3 separate regions of the Danio rerio genome follow, and all the other regions are linked to region 1. The links are chromatin contacts, called in public Hi-C and HiChIP or PLAC-seq maps. All regions are on one chromosome and are shown on one strand. Each heading gives the region's core, a stretch centred on a gene start, on an enhancer-like site or on the middle of the called end of the contact. The rest is flanking DNA. Distances are from core to core; before and after follow the strand shown. Region 1 holds the start of ppp6r3 (protein phosphatase 6, regulatory subunit 3). Region 2 holds the start of lrp5 (low density lipoprotein receptor-related protein 5). Region 3 holds the start of wu:fa25f02.

Region 1 (3,837 bases), core at 409-2,908:
ATAAATGCAGCATAGACCAAAAAAGGCAACTTTCCGAAATTGTAGACACTTAATAGTTAAATGAAAGTCCCGAAAATTACAATGTTGACATATAAAAATAGCATAAGTGACAAGCATCAATTACAGTGCATGAAAGTGACAGATCTGTAAATGATTATCAGCAGCACATCCTCTGATACTGAACTCGCTAGTCAGGACAGTGACGCATGTAGCACGACGAGTTTTAAATAAATGTGCAGCGGTGAACCAGACAGCTCTTATTTAATTGTATAGATGAACTACACCGCAGCATCTGAGACTATATTTATGCCAATTTAATGGTACACGAAAATGCATAAAAGCATCAAGCACATAATATACTTCTGACCTAGACTATTTATCTTTAGAGTACGGAAATTTGTCACGTAATGCGTTCAGTTGTCGGGAATATGTAGATATTTGCATTAAACCTAAACTTGTATTTTCACCATGAGATGACAATTTCTGCTACAGATTTGCTAGTCTCATACTTTATCAAAAAGCTGTGTATTTATTGCCGTTCAAATCTTTTCAGGTTCACTTCCACCAACTTTATCCTGTGCAAAAAGGTCGAAGAACAACAAACTGACATTAGATCACCTGTACCATTCAGCTTGAGTAACTCTGTGCTGAAGAAAATCCTCGTGACTCCCTCTCTGGGGCTATAAAAAGGGTTGCCAAACCTCTCCAGCATCCCAGAGGCCACAACAACAACCACCACCACCACAAGTCCTCCGGTTGCACTCAAAATCAAGTCTGAAAAGATGATCTGCCTCAGTGCACTAGAAAAATGTGCTGCCATGTCAAAACAACTAAGACTGTTTACAAGGGTGAGCGTGATAACAGAAGCCAATCCCTAACGTAGTTACTTATAAGACAAAAAGACATGAGCCAAATAACACAGACCTGTGATCTGCACATATCGAACAGAGCATGAGGGTTGCGTTCAAAATGTCCACTAAAACGCATGTTAACTCTTAACCCTTCAGAAAAATCCTAAATGATCAATAAGAAAGAACTAGTGACGTTTAATAATGAGGCCAATATAAACACTGGGTCCTAAATATAATTTAAAAGGGGCTTTCATCTGTGCATCAAATACTAGTGAGCTGTCTGCCTAGACAGCACTTTGGGGAAAGCAAGTTCAGTAGAAACATTCCAATGGGACTTTCATAAGAGGTTTGCTTACCGCAAAGTGTTGTCTAGGTGGACAGCTCACTGGCTTATGACACACAACCTTTGTGTCTCACTTTCTGAAGTTTTTCAGCATGTCGGGGCCCGGCTTTGGCCGACACTGAGCTTCCGCCGGGAAGATAATACATATTTGAAACTTTTATAGACCCCGGGTGGGTTTAAATATGCCGTACACATCTTAAATGTGAGCATTATTTAGACAAATAAGATAAAGTGTTGAAAATACAACCCATTCTGACTCGGCAAAACAGAGAAGTGCAGCTGGCTAATGCTAAGCTAACAGAGACACACATAACACAAATACGTACCGATTAAGAAAGCGGAATACTCCCAAAGCCCGGCATGAAGACTGGCGAACCTTAAGGTAAAACGGTCACCGGAATAAAAAAGAAAAACGGGGAGAGGTATGAAAAATGAGGTGTTTATAACAGATTGTGACAGGCGCGAAAAGAGAGACCATCAGAGTTCACTTTTCAAGATGGCGGCGTTATCAACTTCAACAGCCCCAACCCCCACCTGAGGTAGAGGAGCTGTCGATCAAAATCCAGTGCTGAGCGCTGATTGGCTACACTGAATGTTGATTTAAACAGGACGTGTTTGTTTTCCAGGATAAATCTTCGATTTAAACGCCCCGAAAACGGAGATTAACTTCAAAACTGTATGCCTTTTAATGGGATTACAGAACTGTTGCAATAATACATGCTATAATCAATATTTAAACGAAACGAAATATTAAGACACACCCACACTACCTACAGCCAATCGTATTTTAAGTCGATTTAAAATCACTCTTCTGATTGGGTCGCGAGAATGTCAATAAAAGGCTGATTTCAAAACTAAAAGTACGGCGACATCAAAACGCACGCATTGCTTTATCTCACCTTATTTATGAGAGCCTGTCCGCTGAACGCATTCTCTAAGTTCCAACATATCCAAATCATAAAGACGACGCGTTAACAGTTTCTTTACAATTGTACGCAAAGTCCCCGGTTCCCAGTGCCGCTTTCAGGATTGCCTTAACCGGCTGGTTTCTTTGCAACGCCCTAGCAACAATAAGACGTCACGATGATTGACACGCCACTGGTCCAATCAGCGACGAGTGCATGAACCACATAGTACTGAATGGAGACTCCAGTTTGCCTCAAGAAAAGTATTTTAAATGGTAAACCAACAGAGCAAATATTACATAAAACAGGATTTTAATTTACACCAAGCTATATTATATACAATAGACGAGTTGTAAAGGGACAGTTCCTGCTTGATAGATAGATAGATAGATAGATAGATAGATAGATAGATAGATAGATAGATAGATAGATAGATAGATAGATAGATAGATAGATAGATAGATAGATAGATAGATAGATAGATAGATAGATGGAAAACATGCTGAAATAAAATATAGTATGGTGACACATTGTTTACACATTGCTTGCATGTTTTAATGCGTTTCTAGGGTCAGTTAACATTTAAGGCACACTACATAACATTATTCAATTAAAAATGATAAACAGACACTCGATAAAAAAATTAATGCATTAATTTTGTTTTGCTCCCCTTTTTCATAAGCTCAATTCTCCTTTGCCGGGGTAACCCATCCACCTCTCAAGTGTGGCATATAACTCTAAATGTGCAGTTTTTATAAAACAGAACAATACCGCAGATGTCGGGAAGTTTAGAGTGAGCATGCAATTGACATGCAGACTGCACGATATTCCACCAGAGCTGCTGCCTGTGAATTTAGTGTTCATGTTTGGACCAGCATTTATGACAGTGTGTTCCAGTTCCAGCCCATATCCAGCAACTTTGCACAGCCGTTAGCTATGTTTCCATCCAAAAATGCAAATGAACTTTATGCGCAAAACTGGATTATTGCATAAAAGATGAGCGAATAAAGCAGCGTTTCCATCCAACGAGTCAAAGCGAACAAAATTGTCACTTCCTGATTAACTCGGGCCAAATATAAACAGTAAAAGTGGAATTTGCGGTGGTAAGAGAAGCTGCGTGAATCTTTTCTTCATTTTATAAATGACTTGCACCTCAGAAGGCAATCCTGACACTCAGTGAACATGTGGTGGTGTTTGAAGGCGTGAGACGTGGAGCACAGACGCTCTTGATTCTGAAGGTAATTAATAATATAATAACACTAATACTAGAAAGGTTAAGGCATTTTAGAATGACCAAAACAACATTTAAGATGTTTTACAATGTGCTCAGCCTGCTGGTTTCTCCATTCACAAACATTTTTACCATCACATGATCTCTTATAACAAAATCACATGACCTTTTTAATGCACATACTGGAATTTGTTCGGTAAAAGTGTTTCCATCGCAGTTTATCTGCATCTTTTTGTATCGAATTAAAAGTTTATCCTACTTAGTTATGCGCATACGTTCTTTAATGCGCAGTTTCAAAATGTATGCGCATCTTGGTGTTTCCATTAACCATTTTTTATGCGCATTTCCAAAATGCAAATAAAAATAGGTGGATGGAAACGTAGCTAATGTAGAGGAGTGGGCCAGCATTACACAGGCCACAATTAACCTTATCGACTCTATGACAAGATGTTTTGCATGGCGTGAGTAAAATAGTGGTCATGCTAGATGATTATTTTTCTGATAAAC
Region 2 (3,663 bases), core at 328-2,827, 140 kb after region 1:
TTTCAAACTGCAGTATACCTTGAAAACGGTTGTCATTCCATGCCTATTCGTAACTATTAACTCATTTATAATAACATATCAAGGCTTTTTACTCTCCTGGTCCATTCTAAATGACCAATTAAAATAGTGCAAATGGTGACTAGATACCGACAGGTATTTACACACAAGCTAATCTTTAAAGTCATGACCATCAACTGCCCATGTAGACCAGAAAACTAATTTTATAAACTTTTAAACTAATAACTTGGTAACTGTAAACAAATTATCACATTAGTTAATGTAATAAAAGTTATCAAAGACACAAAAAACTAACTCTTTATATTTTGAATGTCTTTGAGCTTATTAAAAGCGTTTATTTACTCTTGATGCACTTACTCTTACTCTTAAGTCGTTGGCAAATCCACTGTATATCGTAAGCATATCCAACTTTCATACAATTTTACTTCATTATTTGAACTATTATGCCTTTTTTGTAACTATTCGCTTCTTTATTATAACACGTTAAGTCTTTTTACTCTCCTGGTCCATTCTAAATGACTAGTTAAAATAGTGCTAATGGTGTCTAGATACATACAGGTATTTACACATATCTTTTAAGTCATGACCATTGACTACCTATGTAGACCAAAAAACTAAATTTAATCAACTTTTAAACGAGTTATCTGTTAACCTTAAGCGAATTATCACTTTAGTAAATGTTATAAAAGTTATCAAACACACAAAAAATCCAACTCTTTATATTTTGAGGGTCTTTGAGCTCGTTAAAAGTGTTTCTTTATTCACTCTTGATGCACGTAGTCATGTTTACGTCGTTAGCATATCCACTTAACTCTTACCGCAACTGCTCCCATTCAGGTAAAATAAAAAGTAGCACGTCTTTAGAATAGTTTCAGACTCAAAGTAATACATTTTACACTCTTTTCTCGCTGTTTGACACCCGACACCACCGAGGCCTCCATAACACTACAACCAGAGCAGTTTACACGTCTTGGGAACTTAAAAAAAACTCGGATGAAACCAAGTCAAACACTTCCAACAGGAATCACCAAAAGGATTTTCGTTTTGTTTTTTGTTTAAAAGCTTCAACCAAGCTTGCAGAAAAGCAAATCTCGGTTTACAAACCCACCTCAGAATGAGGTTACGATAAACTTCTCGCACACTCAGTTCACTAAAGTTACTATAGTTGTATTTTTAGCTGTAAAATACTCGTACCAAAACAAAATGCGCGTAAAGTAAGGCAAAACCCAGCCAAGCAGCGGTTTAGTCTCGCGCTCGTGCGTTTTTACTTTGTATCACATTGTTCGCCGAGCTATAATGACTTCAACACCTCCGAGCCGCAGGAAAACTCCACAAAAACTCTTTTACTCACCGCGAATCACCGTCAGACTACAACAAAGCAGCAGTTCCAGCAATAAAATCTCCATCGCAAGCGCTCTGGGCTTTAATTCCATAATCCCAGCTCCATTTCTTCGAGGTATTGGTGTTAGGAGAAAGTTTGTTAGTCCGTAGGTCGATCAATCGGACTTTTTTTTCGCCCGAGCGACTTTTCTAGCGATAGTAGAGGAGGCACGAGGAGGGGAATGACTGACTGACAGCGGAAACTGATCGACGTCATCAACAGGGATTGCGCGGCGCTGTGGAGCGCTCGTCTGGCTGGCAACACACCATAAAGCTAAATGCTTAGTTGTTTAGTTATTCATATCACTTTACTGCAACGTTAAAAAGAAAAACATATATATATATATATATATATATATATATATATATATATATATATATATATATATATATATATATATATATATATATATATATATGTTTTTCTTTTTAACGTTGCAGTAAAGTGATATGAATAACTAAACAACTAAGCATTTAGCTTTATGGTGTGTTGCCAGCCAGATAATTCTGATTTCTTAATATAATTAAGATAATAATTCTGATATATATATATACAGAATTATTATCTTAATTATATTAAGAAATCAGAATTATAAGCCCCCCTAAATAATAACACCCCCTCTTTATTTTTTCGCCAATTTCTGTTTGGCGGAGAGAAGATTTTTTCAACACATTTCTAAACATGATAGTTTTAATAACTAATTTCTAATAACTGATTTATTTCACTTTGCCATGATGACAGTAAATAATATTTGATTAGATATTTTTCAAGAGACTTTTATACAGCTTAAAGTGACATTTAAAGGCTTAACTAGGTTAATTAGGTTAACTTGGCCTCCCTGTGTTGGCATGGGTTTTCTCCAGGTGCTCCGGTTTGCCCAAGTCCAAAAACATGTGGTATAGGTCAATTGGGTAAGCTAAATTGTTCGTAGTGCATGAGTGTGTATGGATGTTTTCCAGAGATGGGTTGCAGCTGGAAGGGCATCCGCTGCGTAAAACATATGCTGGATAAGTTGGTGGTTCATTCCGCTGTGGCGACCCCAGATTAATAAAGGAACTAAGCCGAAGAGAAAATGAATGAATGAATATATTATATAATATTCTAAAAGGAATAAGACTGAACTTAAGGGGGAAAATCAAGTTTCAAATTGTTTCTTATTTGTTAAACTCTGAATAAACTGATGTTTTCAATCAATTTGACATGTTTTTAGTCCTATTTTTAATTGTAACCATAAAATAAAGGCAAGAACTTTTAAAAACAGAAAAGAACTTTAAATCTAGGCATTGATTGCAAACATGTGGACTGAGCATTTTATTGTCAAATATTATTGTATTTTATTCTAAATAATGATTACAGTGACGACAACAACAACAACAACAATAAAACACTGTAAAACCCAACAGTCAACTTTATCAAATAAAATGAGTGTAGTTAACTCAAAATTGACTGAAAGTTAATTCTACTCATTTGAAAAGATTTTTGAACTCAGTGTTAAAGGTATTAAATTAATTAAATACATCATGACTTCAACTTAAATGGGGTAAGTTCACAGTATTAATATAGATTAGTTCTTTAACTCAAATGATTTGTAGCAATCGGTTTACTCAAACAGTTTGAGTTGCCTTAACTTATTGGGTTTTACAGAACTCATTATAGTTTTTGAACTTAAATGGTTTGTTGCAATCAGTTTTCTCAAATGGTTTGAGTTACCTTGACTTTTTGCATTTTACAGTGTAGTAATACAATTGTGTTACCTTAAAATAAAGGATAAATATATAGTTGTTTTTCCCTCCCAAATAATGGCCAACCAGCCAACTCTGCATTTATCATCCCCCACCCCCACCCCCAAAATTACTAACTTATCATGTTCCAGTAATAGTAACCAATAATAGCAATGCAAGTAAAATGCAGTCAGTCCCTTATGTGGTTTAAAAAAAAATAAAGTTCTGTTATTTATATTGTGGTGTGATTTCTATTTTTATGGCTATTGTTGTTTAATTATTTTTTTGTTATCCAGATTTATTATCTGTACATTTCACAAGCTCAAACACGCTGCCATATTATTATTATTTGATATATTAACACATAAAGTAACTGCAAACATCAACGCTGTCACATAACAATTAATAACTCTGGTTGCAAAACTGTAGCCAAGACTTTTAACTTTTTGTCTATAGATCATTTTGAGGGATGTAAACAATAGCAATGGTCCTAACATATTTCCTGTTTTACCTTTTTCATTTCCAAAACTTCAGAGAATCCAA
Region 3 (3,883 bases), core at 95-2,594, 160 kb after region 1:
GGGATGTCAAACTAAATTCCTGGAGGGCCGAAGCCCTGCTTCGTTTAGTTTTAACCCTAATTAAACACACCTGATCAAACTAATTTTCCTTCAGGCTTGTATAAAACCTACAGGTAAATGTGTTGGAGCAGGGTTGGAACTACACTGTGCAGGGCTGTGGCCCTCCAGGAATTAAGTTTGACATCCCTGATCTAGATGGATTTGAATTGTAAACATTAAATGAAAGTTAAAAAAAGTATTATTTTTATTTTATTTATTTATAGTTACGATCCCCCAAAATAATTCCGCATAAATCCGCAGATTTTTTACAAAATTCTCTGCAGAAATAGCAAAAAAAATGTCAGCAGATTCTGTCTGGTCCTAGTAATGAGGTATTTAATAAACTCATTACCTTCAGCACCGAGTTCAAAACTCTTTTTAAATGAGTAGAATTAACTTTGTCAATTTTGAGTTAACTACATTCATTTCATTTGATAAAATTGACTGTTGGGTTTTATAGTGTAACAAATATATATTCACCTTTGTTCCAGAGGCAATAAGGCTTACATTTTAGCAAGTTTTAAATGTTTAACATACGAGTACTTTTTTGAACTATTTATGAAGTTATTATGAAATTTTTAAATATGGTTTGTAAGTGATTTGCCTCTTTATGTAACTGCTGTATCACGATGCTACTGCCCTAATTTAAAAGCCCTTGGTGTGATTAATAACGTTGTTAAACTTAATATGATATGTTTAAGTGTAAAGGTTAACATTCAATTGCATTATGTAAAAGCACACTCAAAATGCTGGTGTGTTTAATATTATGGTTATGAACTTTTTAAGAGCCTTTTCTAGGTTAATACGGGGCAGTTAATTTAGGAATGTGAAAACAAACGACATCATTGTTTGCCCTTTACAAAGGAACATGTGTCTTCTAACTGACTTGCATCTGAATCTGTTATTTTTTCCCCTCAGACACACCCTTATCACAATTAAAATATACAATTTGACTGGAATAGTTTGAAGAATAAATATATTATCACAAAGAAATCAGAAAACAAACATATGTCCTAATCCTGTCGAACACACAATAGGTTAACGAGGATCCACTTACCAACTGAAGCAAAATAAATGTGTTAGTCTCGATGTAAACAGCAGCGTTTCCAGAACCCTCTTCTTTATTGCGGTTTACGAACACGAGCGACAAAACAGCATCTCATTCTTCAATGCGGCGGCGGTTTATTGTCACTCCCCTGTCAAATGTTTCATATTTTCAATCGAATAGTTTATGTAAGTAACAGCTTGCTGACAGACAAGATACACGGGTGATGCGACAAGAGGAAATACAGGATTTCCGGGTCACGCCGCGTCCGCGAGTGCGTCAAAATCAAAGTCCTCGGCTCATACATTTCACGTTTGTTTTGATTGGATCGTAAATTAATTAACGGCTAATTAAGCTACATTTAGTTGTTGATTATATTATCACTGCATTGGCAGTTTCTTAAATATCGTTAATAGAAGGTTTTATAAATAATTTAGCCTACAACGAAAGTGAAGACTTTACTTGTGAACATATAAGTTACGTATATATATATATATATATATATATATATATATATATATATATATATATATATATATATATATATATATATATATATATATATATATATATATATATATATATATATATATATATATATATATATATATATATATATATATATACAGGACTGTAGCCTGCCTAGTGAAAGGGGTTTTTTTTCTCAAAAACTGGACCATTCGACTTATTTTAATTTAATTATGTGGTTTAAATTCTGCATTTTAGAGAGATTTTAATCACTTTTTTTTTGCTGGATTAGCTTGTCGAATGGACGCTTTTTGTGTACATGAAGAAACATGAAGAAGAGGCTACTTTAAAGCTACTTTATGATATATCACATACTGAAAATATCAATCTGTTAAAGTTTTACATTTGAAACTGTGGCCTATTGTCATTTAATTGGCAAATAATAAATTGGTCGTTCAGCTTTTCTCTGTCTCCAAATTTGCCTATTTGAATAATGAAAAAGAAACATAATACTGTAGAGAGCATCACAACTTTTCTTGTAAAAACAAAGTACATTTGAAAATTCATGAAGAACAACAACAGTCTAATAAGTAATAATATGGGTCGCTTTCGGTGCTTCACAACTTCACAACGAGATTAAGGTCCAAGATTTAGATTACAAGTTACTTAAAAAATGTTTTCCCTATAACAAAAATACAGTGAAAGTTGACTTGCATCAGATTCCGCCATTTTGATGGGTTATTTTGATAATTTATGATGGTATAACAGTCATTGGACAAATGAGCTTATGCATTGGACAAATACTGGACCTTTGTCAGTGGGGTGGGTGGGGGTACTGTGGGTGTGTGTGTATATAGTATATATGTACAAAATGTTAAAAAATTAAACGGGGATATTTTTATATTACTTATCACAATATCATCATATATATGAAATATACTTGACAAAAATGTAACATAAACAATAAACATAACGTTAAATTATAATATTTATTTCGAAGTACTTAAATGGCAAAGTAATCAAACTTTATTTATGCCATTTTCAGATTTCTTCCAGCATAAAATGACTGATTAATGGTGTTTTTCCTCAGGATTTGCAGTATTTCTTTAGTTTTTATGCTTTAAAATGATTTACATAATTTATTTTTATTTATTTATGTATGCAAAAAGAAACACTGAGAAAAAAAACGAGAAGTGCTTCTATGCTATTTTCAGATTTTTTTGCGTTGTAAAATGACTGATTTGATGGTATTTTTTTCAGGATTTGCATTTTTTTTTGAGTTGTTAGACTTTGACAGTATTCACATCTTGTAAAGCATTTATTTATTAATTTATATGCAAGAAAAGGAAACAGAAGAAAAACAAATTGAGAAAAGTGCCTCTATTATGCTATTTTCAGATTATTTGTGGTTTAAAATGACTGATTTCATTGTTTTTCTCAGAATTTTCAACATTTTTTAAAGTTGTGAGGCTTTGACAATATTCACATCATGTAAAACCTTATTTTTATTTATTTATACGCAAAAAAAGAAAACTCTGAGAAAAACAAAATGAGTAAAGTGCCTCTACTATGCTATTTTCAGATTTCTTGCAGCATAAAGTGACTGAGACAATGGTGTTTTCTTTTCAGAATTTGCTGCATTGCTTCAGTTTTTATGCCTTAAAAATATATACATCTCGTAAAACCTTATTTTGATTTATTCATATGCAATAAAAGAAAACTGATAAAAATAAAATGAGAAAAGAGATTTATATGTACAAAATGTAAAAAAAATAAATAAACGGGGACATTTACATTACCTACCACAAAATAATCATATTTTTGAAATATATACTTGACAAAAATATAACGTAAAATATCTATAATAATCATTGTAAAGCGCTTAAATGACAAAAAAGCAAACTCTGCATGTAAATTTTCCACCCTGGAGCTTTAATTCCAAGGACTTTTATACTGGAAAAAAAGTCACGAGACACGGAACTACATCGAGTCGTTTGTATTGACAAGCAGACGCTTCGCTGAAGAACCACACACAAAAATAAGCATCAAGCAACGATGATCAAGGCTATTCTTATTTTCAACAACCATGGGAAACCCCGGCTCATCAGATTCTACCAATATTTTGTAAGAAACGCGCAAAACAGCATTTACCAGTTAACAGTAACGTTACTCTCCGTCTTTACCATTGATACTAAACGCTGATTTATAATTAATATAGATGTATAAACAGTCTATAGTTGAACATACATGTATAATATCAGTGTACCGTTTTGTAGTGAGTAAAAATGACTTACTTCATAGTTGTCACAGCTGCTTTTTGGAAATGTATTC

Evidence for each region. Hi-C and Micro-C count contacts between places; a contact is called where the count stands out from the background. HiChIP or PLAC-seq counts read pairs in DNA pulled down with a chosen protein or histone mark.
Region 2: a contact with region 1 is called in an H3K4me3 HiChIP or PLAC-seq map of gastrula embryo, with 4 times the contacts expected there. The contact joins the promoter of lrp5 here to the promoter of ppp6r3 in region 1. A contact is called at or near these places in 3 of 18 Hi-C or Micro-C datasets (caudal fin, embryo and fibroblasts) and 3 of 4 datasets of contacts at active chromatin or transcription factors (caudal fin, embryo and gastrula embryo).
Region 3: a Hi-C map of hematopoietic stem cells shows a contact between it and region 1, with 3 times the contacts expected there. The contact joins the promoter of wu:fa25f02 here to the promoter of ppp6r3 in region 1. A contact is called at or near these places in 5 of 18 Hi-C or Micro-C datasets (caudal fin, embryo, fibroblasts and 2 more) and 3 of 4 datasets of contacts at active chromatin or transcription factors (caudal fin, embryo and gastrula embryo).

What each region holds. Positions count from the first base shown.
Region 1 is chr25:11,446,426-11,450,262 of GRCz12tu, forward strand. It overlaps ppp6r3 (protein phosphatase 6, regulatory subunit 3), which reads right to left and starts at 1,659. Exons shown (of 25, transcript NM_199684.2): 1 at 1,521-1,659.
Region 2 is chr25:11,587,037-11,590,699 of GRCz12tu, forward strand. lrp5 (low density lipoprotein receptor-related protein 5) reads right to left here and starts at 1,578. Exons shown (of 24, transcript NM_001430956.1): 1 at 1,370-1,578. The coding sequence starts at 1,451.
Region 3 is chr25:11,611,050-11,614,932 of GRCz12tu, forward strand. It overlaps wu:fa25f02, which reads right to left and starts at 1,345. Exons shown (of 5, transcript XM_685812.11): 1 at 1,097-1,345. It overlaps ap3s2 (adaptor related protein complex 3 subunit sigma 2), which reads left to right and starts at 3,537. Exons shown (of 6, transcript NM_001002539.1): 1 at 3,537-3,676. The coding sequence starts at 3,608.